Regions from separate parts of the Sus scrofa genome. Here all the other regions are linked to region 1. The links are chromatin contacts, called in public Hi-C maps. All regions are on one chromosome and are shown on one strand. Each heading gives the region's core, a stretch centred on a gene start, on an enhancer-like site or on the middle of the called end of the contact. The rest is flanking DNA. Distances are from core to core; before and after follow the strand shown.

Evidence for each region. Hi-C and Micro-C count contacts between places; a contact is called where the count stands out from the background.
Region 2: a Hi-C map of liver shows a contact between it and region 1, with 5 times the contacts expected there. The contact joins the promoter of DCPS here to the promoter of HYLS1 in region 1. A contact is called at or near these places in 2 of 47 Hi-C or Micro-C datasets (heart right ventricle and liver).
Region 3: a contact with region 1 is called in a Hi-C map of liver, with 4 times the contacts expected there. The contact joins the promoter of FOXRED1 here to the promoter of HYLS1 in region 1. A contact is called at or near these places in 2 of 5 promoter capture datasets (fetal liver and liver) and 4 of 47 Hi-C or Micro-C datasets (heart right ventricle, liver and skeletal muscle).
Region 4: a Hi-C map of skeletal muscle shows a contact between it and region 1, with 3 times the contacts expected there. The contact joins the promoter of FAM118B here to the promoter of HYLS1 in region 1. A contact is called at or near these places in 2 of 47 Hi-C or Micro-C datasets (heart right ventricle and skeletal muscle).

The regions. Positions count from the first base shown.
Region 1 is chr9:53,006,925-53,010,572 of Sscrofa11.1, forward strand. It overlaps HYLS1 (hydrolethalus syndrome protein 1), which reads left to right and starts at 2,020. Exons shown (of 3, transcript XM_013979548.2): 1 at 2,020-2,128. LOC100736666 (a long non-coding RNA gene) reads right to left here and starts at 1,872. Exons shown (of 7, transcript XR_002335726.1): 1 at 1,582-1,872.
Region 2 is chr9:53,399,104-53,402,751 of Sscrofa11.1, forward strand. It overlaps DCPS (decapping enzyme, scavenger), which reads left to right and starts at 1,684. Exons shown (of 6, transcript NM_213790.1): 1 at 1,684-1,884. The coding sequence starts at 1,684.
Region 3 is chr9:53,363,421-53,367,068 of Sscrofa11.1, forward strand. It overlaps FOXRED1 (FAD dependent oxidoreductase domain containing 1), which reads left to right and starts at 1,875. Exons shown (of 12, transcript NM_001244921.1): 1 at 1,875-1,981. The coding sequence starts at 1,897. SRPRA (signal recognition particle receptor subunit alpha) reads right to left here and starts at 1,665. Exons shown (of 14, transcript XM_003130057.5): 1 at 1,389-1,665; 2 at 696-779; 3 at 240-403. The coding sequence starts at 1,505.
Region 4 is chr9:53,307,520-53,311,167 of Sscrofa11.1, forward strand. It overlaps FAM118B (protein FAM118B), which reads left to right and starts at 1,679. Exons shown (of 8, transcript XM_005667489.3): 1 at 1,679-1,799. It overlaps RPUSD4 (RNA pseudouridylate synthase domain containing 4), which reads right to left and starts at 1,673. Exons shown (of 7, transcript NM_001244957.1): 1 at 1,418-1,673; 2 at 896-1,061. The coding sequence starts at 1,603.

The DNA.
Region 1 (3,648 bases), core at 770-3,269:
CCAGGCTAGGGGTTGAATCCGAGCTGTAGCCACCGGTCTACGCTAGAGCCACAGCAACGCGGGATCCGAGCCGCGCCTGCAACCTACACCACAGCTCACGGCAACGCCGGATCCTTAACCCACTGAGCAAGGGCAGGGACCGAACGCGCAACCTCATGGTTCCTAGTCGGATTCGTTAACCACTGCGCCACGACGGGAACTCCCATACATTTTTTTTAAAGATGCAATTCGGTTTGCAAGAATAGGATTTCCTTCCATATACTGCAGTTTAGAAGGCGCTGGTTAAGTTTTTTAACCTGGGTTCAGTGGATTTCAAGGAAACATGAGGATTATTAATCAGATTGAGACAAAGTTGGAGGATGAAGTGATCCACCAAAAAAACAAGGATTGAGTGGAACGCAAGATACCACTTGAAATATGACAAGAGATAGATCCTCCAAGTTGTTATCAATTAACAGGTTTCCAAGATAAAATTTGAACATAAAGGATAAGAGGAACTTAGGGGGATGGGGCTGTAAGGAGTTTGTTGAATGATCAAACCAACAGGTAAGAAAAATGACTGTCTACTCTTTGTTTCTAAGAAAAATCGGAGGTTCAATGCCAATGAAAGAGACATGAAGGAAGAGATGACCAAACCTAAACATGGGATATCTGTTCATGAGAAAAGGATGTGTGCACTAAGTGGTGTTAAGACTTTGGAGATCTAAGGGGAGGGTCTTCAAATCTTCTGTCAACTTCTCCTTTATTTTTCTTTCTACCCACAAATCCAAAGTGCCTTCAAGGTAGGACCTGACACAAAGGGGTTAAGAGTAAGAGCTAAAATGACGTTTCAGGAAAAGGTTTAACATTACTTTCTCCCTTTCATAGACTCGGGAATTTAGCAAAACAGTGTAAACTAAATGTGTCCACCAGCACCTTCCTATCTGTGAGGTGGGGTACAGAAAGCTCAGGACTTGAAAGACAAGTTGCTTAGGTTGCAGGGCAGTGACTAGGACATTGAGTTGTGAAGACCTCTACTTTTTGTGTGTGTGTGCGCGTGTGTGTTGTCCTTTTTTTTTAGGGCAGCACCTGCGGCATATGGAGGTTCCCAGGCTAGGGGTCTAATCGGAGCTGTAGCTGCCGGCCTACACCACAGCCACAGCAATGCAAGATCAGAGCCGTGTCTGCGACCTACACCACAGCTCGCTGCAACGCCGGATCCTTAACCCACTGAGCAAAGCCAGGGATCGAACCCGCAACCTCATGGTTCCTACGGGAACGACTGGGCCACGACGGAACTCCTCTTTTACTTTTTAAAATCTCAACCTCTGTAATTTTCAAAGCCTAGACCTTTTCTCTCAGATATGTAAACAAACATACAATAAAAACAATGTTTAAAGGTAAGATTCTGTGAAGGGATTAGTTGGGAGCATTCCTGAAGAAAACCACAAGCGAGGACTCCTTCTGGCAAGGGAGTCAGAGTGGCCAGAGCAGTTTGAGAGCTCCGTTGGCAAGGGCTGGAGAGACAGCAATGGCTCAAATCAGAGAGCCTTAAAAGCCACGGAAAGGACTCAAGGAGCGGATGCAAGTCTCAGTCTTTACCTCGAACCTGTACTTATCCAACCTCGGGGACTGTCAGGAGGGAAGCACCAGCCCGCAGGCTCTGAGAGCACCCTTCTCCCGACGCCTCGGAACCGGCGGCCTCCAGAAGCAAGAGAGCTGGAAGACTGATTCCCTTGAGGTGGACGGAACGTTTAAACGCCTCTCCCCAAACCCAGCTACCTCGCCATTTACCGAGGCTTGAGAGTCCTCTTCTTTCCTTCCGAGACGCCTGAAGGCGCCGCCCAAACAGTTCCGGGTTACGACCTAGAAGACCGCAGGGTGTTGGCGTTTCGAATCCACCGCCGGAGTCCCGGGCTTCCTCCCGCCTGTAGAGGAGGGCTAAGAGAAAATATAGACCAATCAGGATCCAGTATTGGGAGCCGTTCGCCCTCTGGGCCAATAGGAAGGAGGAGGGAGGGGCCGAGGAGGGCCATTCGCTCTTAGGTTTAAACCTTGGAGGCCAGGCGGTTAACGGCAGCCCGGGCGCATTTGCTGACTGTGCGCCTGCGCGAGCTGTGGGACGCTAACCGAAATCTGCGGGTCTGCGGTAAGTTTGGTGGCAGGAGTCTCTGCGGCTGGCTGACCCTGGTGGGACCGGTAAGCGCGCCAAGGCGGGGAGGAGTGATGCACGGGCCTCCGATGGTTGCCCACCTCTCGCAGCTGTGGAGAGATCGAGTTCTGAGTAACCTGGGGTTGGAGTGTTCCTTCCCTGGTTGCTCTTCCCACCGGCGTATTGGGCCGAGCCTTGACCATCCGGACGAGCCCAGGTGTTCGGCCTCCTAAGGACGAGTGAGCGGCGTCGTCGGCGCTCTTGGCGCGCCCAACCCCTCGAGGTCACGATGAGCTGCCCGCCCAGCTGCTGCAACAGCGAGGATCCCCATAGTCGTGCTCTGCGAGGTGGACCTGGTCGAGGGGCCTGGGGGAGGCGGGGACGGGTGCCCGCAAAAGGAACCAGCTTTCCCGGAGGCCCGGAGCGTCGGAGAGGGTCACCACGCCCCGTGTCAGCTGGAGCAGACTCTTAGTTGTGGTTGTGAGAAGTCTACTTACCCTCCAGTTAGTCACACCTTTTGTGAACTTCTTCTGGATGTCACAGTGCAGGCAGCTCTTTCCCTGAGTTAGGATAGCGTGTAAAATTGAAGAACCCTATGGTCCTCCCAGAACGGAAACCCCTTTTTTTTTCTGGTTATAAAAATTATACAGTCTCATTGTTTTTAGAAATAAATCCAAGCGCTATTAAGTACACATAGAAAAGAAAGGAAATACTCTAGATTAGATCAGCTACGGATCAAATCCATTGTTCATATTTGGATTTACTTCAGATGTCATTATGAATATATGTTTAGATGATTATAAAATGCATTCGTTTTAATATAATTGTGTGTTTTGAATATAGCAAAGCATATTCACTTACAAAGCAGATTAGGCCTTATTTAGTCCCTGTTTTAGAAGTGTCCATGTGAAATGTAGATATGCATTATCATTATTAATGGGCGTGCATGCTGTTTCTTGCTATGATTGTACTATACCATGTATTGTTTAACCTATGCCCTAATAATGGACATTTGTTTTCCCAAATGTTCTGGCTTTATGTGTGTGTAACTGGCATTAGACAGTAGTCTTTTTTTTTTCCAATTTGGAGAAATCACGAAGCAGTCAGCTAAACACTATTCTTTAAAAACAAACAACAAAAAAGCTTTAATAAGGCAGCAAGGCTGGAGACTAGATTCAGATTCTTCTCTCTCTAGACACATTAGTGTGGTAGCAGATAAATGTGAAGTAGAAGATAATGTCTTTATTCAATGAACCACCCATTGAATGGAGCATCCATAAGATGACTCTTATCAACATACCTCCGACACCATGATTCTTATTTCTCATATTCTTATTTCCCGTTTTCAAATGCTCGTGGTTTGAAGGTCGTCTTTTTTTCTTGATAAGTCTGGCTAAGGGTTTATCAATATTGTTGATCTTTCAGAGAACCAGCTTTTAGTTTCATTGATCTTTTCTATCATTTTCTTCATTTATATTTCATTGATTTCTGCTCTGATCTTTGATTTCTTTCCTTCT
Region 2 (3,648 bases), core at 434-2,933, 390 kb after region 1:
GACATAGTCTCCATGATGATGTGTGTTTGATCCCTGGCCTTATTCAGTCGAAGATCTGCCATTGCCACAAGCTGCAACGTAGGTTCCAGATGCGGCTCTGACCTGGTGTTGCTGTGGCTGTGGCATAGGCCAGCAGCTGTAGCTCTGACTGGACTACTAGCCTGGGAACCTCTATATGCCGTGGGTGCAGCCCCCCCAAAAATTTTTTTTTTTAATAAATAAAATAAAACCCTGAGCCATATCCTTGAATTATTTCGCAGATAATGAAATCCCCACTAGGTAGAAGTTAACTGCAAACTACATACTGATCACAACCTTGTAGACCCCAGACTGGTTGGAATCAGAGGTTGATACTGACCCCAGAAATACCATCTATCAACCAGAAGAATGTCCATTAGATGATCAGGTACCCTGCCACCTTTTCCTTCACCTTGCCTTTAAAAACACCTCCCTGAAAGCCATCAAGAAGTTCAGGTCTTTTGAGCATGAGCTGCCAGTTTTCCTTGCTTGGTCTCACTTTAAGAACCTTGCAATTGGGAGTTTCCGTTGTGGAAAAGCGGAAACGAATCCGACTAGGAACTACGAGGTTGTGGGTTCCATCCCTGGCCTCGCTCAGTGTGTTGAGAATCCAGCGTTGCCATGAGCTGTGGTGTAGGTCACAGACGCAGCTCGGATCCTGCATTGCTGTGGCTGTGCTATAGTTCCGATTGGACCCCTAGCCTCCACATGCAGCGGGTGCGACCCTAAAACGCAAAGAAACCCCAAAGACTGCAATAAACGCTGTACTTTCCCTCATCACAACCCAGTGTGGATAGATTGCAGTAAGTTGCCCAAGGAGACCCAACTTTGGTTCTGTAACATGGATACAGTGGGGCAGAAGCAAAGAGGCAGGCAATGAGTGAGACCAAGCAAGGAAAACCTGGCAGCTCATCCTTAAAAGACCTGAACTTCTTGATGGCTTTCAGGGAAGTGTTTTTAAAGGCAAGGTGAACGAGAAGGTGGCAGGGTACCTGATCATCTAATGGACAGGAAGCAGAAGCAAAGAGGCAGGCAATGGAAATGTACTTCTGGCCCTGTTCACTTACCATTCTTCTCAGCAAAAAATACTGGGATTTACAAAGAAAAGGACAACACAAAGAGGACTTTTGTAAAATGGAAACGGGTGAAAAATGGATAGGGTTTTAAGCGTTCTCTATGTTCAATCAATTGACTAAGAAAGAGATTGGCTCAACAGATTTGCTTCAGAAACATCCCTTCCACTCTAATCAATGTTGGCATAACTCTGATTAAAAAGCTGTATTCAACCCAAGTGTCAGCGCAGAGTCCAAAGGGCGTCTTGCAGCTCGGACTCGGGGGAGTAGGGGTGGGGTGGGGTGGCTGGGCTACCCTCTCCCCTGCAGCCTCTCTAGCCTTGCTGTCACCTTCTCTTTTCCCTCAGGACCAGCCTCCGCCCGGGTTGGCTAGCACGAGGAGACCAAAGGCGGGAAACTCGAATTAAGATGCTCACTCTAGACGAGTCCCAAAAAACAGCGGCCCTAGGTTTCCTACAGCCAGGAGATCGGCTGACTCCGGCGCGGAGCACGTCGGGAGTTGTAGTCACCGCCCTCCGCGGAGGTGGGGTGAGGCGGCAGAGGGGCGGGGCCGCGGCCGGGTTGGCGCAGGCGCACACTCTCCCCCGGCAATATGGCGGACACCGCTCCTCAACCCAGCAAGAGAAAGCGCGAACGAGACCCGGAGGAGGCGGAGGCACCCAGCACAGAGGAGAAGGAAGCAAGGGTTGGGAATGGTACCTCTGCTCCTGTCCGCTTACCTTTCTCCGGCTTTAGAGTGAAAAAAGTGCTAAGGGAGTCTGCGCGGGACAAAATCATTTTCCTGCACGGAAAGGTACCATTAAGCAGCGTTGGGGTGGGGATGCGGGAAGGAGTGACCCAATCGTCGCCTCGGAGGCGGATTTTTTTTTTTTTTTTTTGAGATTCTTTGGAAAATACTAATCGCATTGCCCCGGGTGGGAAGGAGGCCAAGTGCGCCAAAATGCCTGGGCAGGGGTTTGGTTCGTGGAGGAAACAAGGATACTTGTGAAATTAAGGGAATTAACACGCGTGGGGCTAATTTCCCTAATTCCTCCTCTTGTACTAAAATAAGAACCTAACACTTGCGGAGTGTATTTATTGTCGATTAAAAAGTCGCATGTTAAATTCCCCAAGCTTTCACCATTCATTTATTAAACCTGTAACGTGCTAGTTCTCTTGTGGCACAGCTGGTTAAGGATCTGGAGGTTTCACTGATGGGGCTTGGATCGCTGTTGTGGCGCAGGTTCCATCCCTGGCCCAGAACTCCACGTGCCTTGGGTGAGGGCAAACAAACAAACAAACGGGCCCCAACAAAACACACAAAAACCCTGTAAGGTGCTAGGAATCCAGTATGTTTCTGGGCAGTCTTGGTCATCCAGGCCCCAGGCAATAACATAGGCACTGTAGGAAGTATGATCTCTGCTATATACAGGACTCCCGCTCCTGGGAGCGGGGAAACAGTTTGTTGAATTGGTGATTCAATTCCACATATCATGCACAGACAGGCCAGCACTGAACTGGGTGCAACATAGAGCTGAAAGTTCCCATTCTTGATTCAATTCCACGTTTCATGCACAGACGGGCCAGCACTGAACTGGGTGCAACATAGAGCTGAAAGTTCCCATCCTTGATCTTCAGGAGTGCAGAGCATCCTTAAGCAGACAGGCACAGCTAGCTCTAATATCACGTGCTCAGCTCTCCAGCAGGGACTGAGGAGAGACTGGATACTGACCCAAGAGCTAGTAAAGAGGCAGTCCAAGGGTTCCCCAGAAGTCCTGGCAGGCGCTCTCACTTTTGGGAGGATGGGGGCAGGGAGACCCTGGGCCAGGCTTCCATGCCTCTTTCTGTGTCTCTTGTGTTTTACAAGGTTCTGTCTGTCTCAGCCCAACTTACCTTCAGTCTGCAGCACCTGCTGAAGATTTTAGCCATGGGAACCTTTGAGCTCGAAGCTAGTTGGGATACTTAAAGTCTAATTTCTATTTCACCATTTGGGCAAGTCACTTAAACTTCTCTAGACCTCATTTTCTTCAGCTGTAAAATGGGGAGAATTTTTTTGGGGGGGTGTCTTTTTTTTTTTTTTTCTTTTTTTAGGGCTGCACCCGAGGCACATAGAAGTTCCCAGGCTAGGAGTCCAGTCAGAGCTGTAGCTGCTGGCTTACGCCACAGCCACAGCAACGCCAGATTGGAGCCAAGGCTGTGACGTACACCTTAGCTCATGGCAATGCCGAATCCTTAACCCACTGAGTGAAGCCAGGGATTGAACCCATGTCTTCATGGGTACTAGTCAGGTTCGTTACCGCTGAGCCACGACAGGAACTCCAAAATGAGGAGAATTTGACAGAGGCCTTGTGAGCCCAAAAGAGAAGACAGTTGAGAAGTCTTGCATCTCTTAAAGAGCTGTGGCAAGGATCTGGGTTGATGAGATGCCTTCTCCAGGAAAAGAAACATGGGTGCCTTTGGCTAGGCTTTCTTAGAGGGAAGACTGCAGAGAAGGAAATCCAAAGTATTGAGATTGCTAAGGCCCTGAGAGCTTTTACTTTTGCTGTCCAGGTTTCAACTATGGTTCTACCCCAGGGCC
Region 3 (3,648 bases), core at 625-3,124, 360 kb after region 1:
TTTCCTTCTCCCCCTTTTTTGCCACACCCAAGGCAATGTGGAAGTTCCTGGGGCTAGGGATTGAACCTGTGCCACAGCAGCGACCCAACCCACAGCAGTGAAAACGCAGGAGCTTTAACCCACTAGGCCACCAGAGAAATCCCCTAGGAGTGTCTTTCAAGCCACAATTTATGACCCTTGGGAAGGAAAGGAGCTCATCAAGCCATAGAAATCGATTTTAGAGAGGGGAGGCCTCTCACCGAAGGAGCCGCAGAAAGTCATTTTGGAAATCAAAAGTGCCATTCAATAGACTTAAAGCACTTTGCTGTTGAATCTCAGTGCGGTACTTGTCCCGAAACAGCCGGTGCACATCATCTATCAACTTGTCTACATAGGTCAGTGTTAGGATCTTCTGAAAACCAACCTGTTTAGGGAAAGAAACAGAGCCAACAGATCTGCTTACATGCCAGCCAGAAGAGGGAAGCCAACTCAACCCAGGCCTCCAGAGACTGGCTCAGCCACCTGGCAGATTTCCCTGACCTGAGGAGCAGCCAAGCTCTCTGATGGGGCCCAAGAGCTTCTTCCCTTTCCCCCTCCACCCTCCCTGTCTTCTCACTTACTTCATCATATACACTGGGTGCAATTAATCAAGGTTTTCTTAATATCAGAACTACACTGCGAATGTAACATTGCCCCTCTAAAATACCCCCACTTACCACAAACACCAGCTCAAACTGGTTGTCCAGTTTATACTTGAGTGTGAGTGCCTCATGGGTGAAGGAGTTGTTACCTCCCCTTTCCTGGAAAAAAAGAGTTATGTCTCAAAGCTCAGACTATCCCCACCAAACCCAGACTTGGGCCCCTCTAGGATTACCTTTAGGAAAGAGCTAGACATTCCCCCAAAGTCAAACCTGTCCCCAGGGCAACAAGATGCGGGGGCACTTCTCTCCACCATTTCACTAGGGAGAAAAGGAGACACCAAGCTGGAGGGCAGAGGGAAAGAGGTGGGACGTGGAAGGACACGTGCGGGCTGAAAGGGAAATAGTCCCCATATAAACAATCGCAGCTGTATAGTATTAGTTCCTAAAAGACCGTTTTCTATTCAGTATCCCACTCAGCCATCGAAACAAGAGAAAATCAAGCTGCTCGGGGCAAACGGAGGAAACGATGGCAAGTCTCAACAGACTACGGAATCCAGCCAGAGTCCCAGGAAGCGGAGGGGGAGGGGACGTCGCAAAGTTGCGGGATGGTGTGATAGGAAGGGAGAAAAAAGTGGAGTCCCGGTTACGAGTGAGTGGCCAGTCTGAGGTGGGCCGAGGGAGTGGGAGGAAGGCACGGGATCAGTCGAGGGGGACTATGGACCGGGTCAGAGAGACGAGCCCAGAGTTCTGATCCTGCGGGGGCGGTACCTGCAGCAGCACGGAACGAATCAACGCGTTAACCGGCCCGGTGCATGAGTCGCTCACGCCCTGGAAGCACCAGAGCACGAGCCCGCCTTTGGAGAAAATGGTAAAGAAGTCGAGCATGGCGGCAGCGGGAAAGGAGCCGGGGCCGCCGCCGGGAACTCAGGCCGCGATCACCGCCGCTTCCTGCTGCGCCAAGCTCAGGACACGTCACACCAGCGGCCCCGGAAACCGGCTCATCCGCACTTCCGCTCAGCGGCCCCGGGATTCCTCCCCCACTCCTCCAGCTGGCGCGCGGGATCTACGTAGACGCCAGGCTTGCCAATGGCGGGTAGGGGCGGGCCTAGGCGGGGCTCTCGGGGACGCACGGAAGGGGTCGACAGCCTATCAGGCGGAGGGGCGGGGAGCCGCTGGCCAATGGGCACGCTCGGATGAATGGCCCGTGGCGCAGAGCAGTGACGGCTGGCTTACCAGTGTAGGGTACCCTCCCACAGCGGCCGGACGCTGGAGGGCCATGCTTCGGAGGGCGCTGTGGCTCGGCTTGCGCCGGGGCCTCTTGGGCCGGGAGCTAGGCACACGCAGAGGAGGCTCTACTCTGGGTAAAGTTGAGGGCAGCGGAGGGTATCATGGTTCTGGGATGCCCCCAATGTCCAGCCATGTGACCTTCAGGACTTGGGATCCCTGGCCACGCTCAGAAGACAGTGGGTCGCTGGAAGAAGGGATATCTTACCTGCCAGAGCTTGTACAGTCTGGACAGGTGTATGGATCCAGAGGTTGCCCTTCTCAGGTGACAAATCCCAGTTCGTTCTATGCCTGAGCTTACCGCCAGAATAACAGCCAGGGTGATTCATTGGTTTGATAGAAGTGCATTAAGTCCTGCTCGCATGCAGGATGCTGTTCTTAGTGTTGTAGTCATGAAAGAGGAAAGAAGAGAAGGAGGATTCGATATATGTTCTGGAGGTGCCTGAAGTGTAGCTGGAAAGGAAAGGCTTCAATAGACCAGTTCAAGGCTGGAAAGTTCAAGAGGAAAGAAGAGAAGGAGGATTCGATATATGTTCTGGAGGTGCCTGAAGTGTAGCTGGAAAGGAAAGGCTTCAATAGACCAGTTCAAGGCTTCAATAGACCAGTTCAACCCAGCTTAAGAGTTATGCCCTGCACTGCCAGGGGAGTAGCTAGTATACATGGAACAGATGCGAACCGAGGTCAGCCTTGAAAGATGATGTTTACTGATTCAAGGAAGGTATGATGTCCAGGTGCTGGAGAACTGAACAAAGGTTAGGAGAAAAATACTGTTCTTACGCAAGGAATTAGCAAAGGCCATCCAGATAGAGTTTGAGTAGTAGTATGAAATATAGTCTGGAGAGGTAAAATAAATCCAGATCAAAGAAAGAGTCACATGCTGCTGAGAAGAGTTTGAACTTGAACTGGAGACAAGACTCAGAGATTTGTGAGTTAGGTGTGAAAGTCAAAAGGATTCATGTATTCAAAACATTTATTAAGCACTTAGGAGGTACCAGGTACTGTGCTGGGCTGGCTATTTCGGTGAAGAAGGTAGAATACAGTATGAAGCAATCCCAGAGAAATGCAAGGTTGCAGGTGTGTTGCATGCTGCAAAAGAGCCATTCACGGAGCTATGAGATAGTGTGACAGGAGAACTTGGCATAGTCAAGGGGGCATCTCTGAGAAAATAATAACTGGGCTGAGATCTAAAGGAAGCAAGGGATTAACTGGGCAAAGAAGTGGGCACAGAGTTTCAAAGCAGAGAGGTCACCTGTGTGGACCCCTGTGATAAGAATGAGGAGCTGGGGCTGGAGTGTGCAGAGAAGACTAGGAGAATAGGAGCCAGATTGTACAGTGTCTTCAAGGGCCACGTGGAAAGTTTTGGACTTTAATCCTTAGAGTAACGGAAAACCACTGGAGGGTTTAAGCAAGAGGGCATGTGATTAAAATAGTGTTTAGAAAAAGATCATTCTAGCTATGCAAGAGGGAAATGAGTGGAAACAGCTGAGAGAAACAGTATCATGGTTTGTTCTAGGGCGGTGGTGGTACAGATGAAGAAAAAGGGAGAGGTTGGGGAGGTATTTAGGAGGCAAAGTCATCAGGACTTGATGACAGGACAGGAATGTAGGTGTGCTGGTGGTGACAGAATAAGCTGCTGTTCAGAGGGTCCATGCTCCAGAGGACACTGGACATCTTGGTGCCTGGACATCTTGGTGCCTGGGCTCAGGCAAGAGAAAGGTCTGCACAGAAGAGAGATATGTGTGAG
Region 4 (3,648 bases), core at 429-2,928, 300 kb after region 1:
AACTTTGAATTTTCTCATCTATAAAATATAAGTATCTAATTATTTCACAGAGTTCCCTGGTGCCTGGCAGGGAGGCATGCGTTGTCACTGCTGTGTGGTTCTAGTTACCACTGAGGTATGGGTTTGATTCCTGACCCAGGAACTTCTACATACTGCATATGTGGCTAAAAAAAATTAGAATAAAAAACAGCTATCTCATGGGAAATGGAAAGGCAAGAAGCTATTCTGAGGGTCAAGAGAGGGGGGAAAAAAAAAACACACAAAGTACTTGGCAATATTTGATTTAATTCCTTATCTTCATGTACAACCTTCTCCATACCGCCCCCTGAGCATTTGTTCTTCTAGCCTGGAGTGAGTCAGGAAAGATGGATTTAAAAAAAAAAAATTGCACTTGTGAAAAGGATTTTGCTAGGGGAAAACATGTTTTTGGCATTTTTCTATATCAGTCTTTCCTGACTCACTCCAGCTGTCTCTAACAACTACACAGAACCTTTATTCAAAATCATTACGTGTCCATTAAGTTCTAGACACCCTGGGGTTTTGTTAGGTATACATCAACACACAAATTATGTCCTCTTTCCCAGTTTTGATGGAAACTAACTTGAAGGCAAGAACCACACAGCCTTTGTACTTTTTCTATAGCAATCCCCACTGGAGGTCTGCAGACAGCAAATTCTATAAATCACTGCTAATTGCCAGAAGTCTGGAAGGTGGGGACTGTCTTATTTATCTCTGTGTCCTGGGTAGTGCCTTACATAGACAGTACCCCGCAAAAATTTGATTATTTTGAAAGAGAGACTTCAGAGAGCCCCGGAAGTAAAATCAGTAGAGTTGCCCCTACTTAGAGCAGAAATCAGCAGCAGGGCCCCCCCTTCCTTTCCCACGTGCTCCTTACCATGCACAGGGAGACCATAAGGCTTATTGATGACCAGCAGGTCCTTGTCCTGGTGGACAATTCCTCGGCTCAGCGCCTTAGCAAGCACATTGGGGTGGACTCGCTGCAGCTGCTCTGTGAACCGCACTAGTTCTCGTACTCTCCGCTGAACAGGGTTCGTGGGCACCTACAGGGAGAGAAGGAGCGACGGGAAACGCCTGGTGGGAAGGACCTTCAATAAGTATAAGAATTTGGGAAGGGAATGCCTATACTTGTGCCTTAGTCTCGTGCTTTCCCCGAGTAATCTGAAAGCAGGGGTGTCTTCCTTGTACCCATGAAGAGCTTCGGGCCGAAGTCCGCAGGAACCAATGATCCAATGCACAAGAAGCTACAGTACACTACTGCCTTCTCCCCTTCGCTTTCTTCCCATTCGTCCACCACTGTCCTCGACTTTTACGTGAGACCTGTCCGAAGACCTCCCTCCCGGCCTGGGAAACCAGTGAGCGCACTGCCTCTTGGGAGTCGTGATCCTTCTGGACTCACCGGCCCCTTCGCCTTTTGTTTCTCTTTCTGGGCTCGGAGCCTCTCTGCCAGTTGCTGGGCATCCATGGGCCTAGAGGCGGCAGCAGCGGAGCAAAGTCGCTTTGAGACGAAAGTGAAGAGACTCCCCAGACACTGTCCGGAACTCCGGACCCAGAAACCTGGCACACAGCAACTGGGCACCGCCATCTTGCCGAGAAGGGAGGGCCAGCTAAAACCCAGGGCAGAAGAGGGACCAGAGCGAGGCGGGAGTGGGTGTGTCTTAAGGTCACGTGGGGCGGGCGGGGGCGGGATTCTGGCCGAGTCACGTGGGGGCGGTACGCGCTAAGTGCGGCTGCGCCGGCCGGTAGCTGCAGCTGGAGCGGTGGCGTTTGGAGGAGACGCGGTGAGTGTGTGGGGAAGCCGAGCTGGGGTTTGTAACTACCGGTACTTTAACGCCTTGACGTTTCTACGTCCCAAGAGCTTACCTTCTCGGAGGTGCCTGTGTTGGGAAACCGTTTCTCCCTTTGGGAGACGAGCCCACTGAAAACCACCTCCCCGCCCCCGCGCCCTGCAGAAACGATGCCCCATAAACGCTCGCTCCAGAGCAGTCTTGGGCGCCCACCTTGACCCTCCTGGCAACCAGGTCCCAGCTGTTCGGCCAGTCCCCGGACGTCGGGTCCCCGTTGCTTTCCGCTCGACCTTCGGAGACGCGGGATCTGAAGCCTTTCCACCCCTCACCTCCTGACTCCCAACCTCTTTGTTTCGCGTTGTAACTAGTCCTCTCCAAGGGTGATGGGGAGCCCTTCCGTTATCCAGGTCCCATGTTTCCTTCCTAGGGAGCACCCTGAATTTCTCCTGCCTTCTTGAAGAATTCATTTCTTGGATTGCGTCTTCTCACCCCCACCCTCTTCCTACTCCTTCCCAAGGGAAGACAAAGTACAGAGCACGAACCTTCTCTTCTCTTTTCTGCTTCCTTCATTTTTCCCCTCCGTGGTTTGCAACCGCTCCAGACCCTCTCTCCTCTTACAAGGTGCAGTGTTTGGAGTCCCATGCCCAAACTGCTAGCGACTTCACTAAGTCAAGACCGTCTGACTTCATTAAGGGGTGGCAGGGAAAAGGAACCATCTGGTTGGGATGGTAATGTTAAAAACACCTTGGGACATACCTGCCATTTGTTAAGAAGAAAGCTGACGCCGAGCGCAGAAGGGATGTCAAAAAATTAATGGATCTGTGCTGACGATAGAGGAAACAGTTTTTGACTCCTTAGAAAGAAGGCTGCCTGAGAAGTTAGAGGAGGTCATGGAATTAGTTTTACCTCCTACTCCTATAATAGGGTTTGGCTGAAGGGAGCCATATTGAGCATGAAACAAAGTTGGACAGATAAGTGGAGCCAGCCAACTTGAGGAAGAATTTGAACTAGAAGTGATTAAGTAGGGAGGAGTCTTTGAAGCTTCTGGAGTAGGAGAGAGACTCCTTGAAAGAGGAATTTTCAGATTGAAAATGTGAGGAATTTGATAGCAGGGCAATCAGCTAGGATGCTGCAGTCTAGGCTGTCGGTAGTAAGGCTTTGCTTCCTTCAGTGGTCTTTTTCCCTACACTGTACTATTCTTTGAGATTGAATTTGAGTTGAATAGATCAAGATGTACCATTGGCAGCTGCAGTTGAACTGTGAGTCCCTTAAGGACTTACTCATTTTTTCATCCCCACATCTGGTACAGAGTAAACTCACAAATCTTCCTTAGCTGGCTAAAGTGCATCGTAGGCATGCATTAGTTGTATCTGAACATTTTGAATTGTCTAATTTTTGTCCATTTTTGACCCGAAGAATGGAGGTAGGACTACATGTGTTTACAAAGGGGATGGGGGAGAAGACCTGTGTATGTTTCTGTAGTAAGAGATGTGATTAGGGTATAAATGTGAGGAATTCCAAAGGGAATTGGGAAACGTTCCTCTCTCCAACTGTTTTTCCAACAGCAGATTCTCAGGAAAGATGGATTTATAGAAGTCGAGAATTACTACCTTTTACTAATATGCCCCAGACTTTAACTTAACAGTTGCCCATCACATGTTATGTAGGTACATGAAGCCTCCTTTCCAAAGACTCTGAAACTTGGACATGAGGACTTGAATTAATGTAAATTACAAACTTGGACATGATAACTTTAATGGGTTTGTGTGGAGGCTGGGAGAACCTATTTCTACCTTAACCTGTCCTTAATGGTGTTCATGAAGTGATTCCTGTTCCTGTAGAA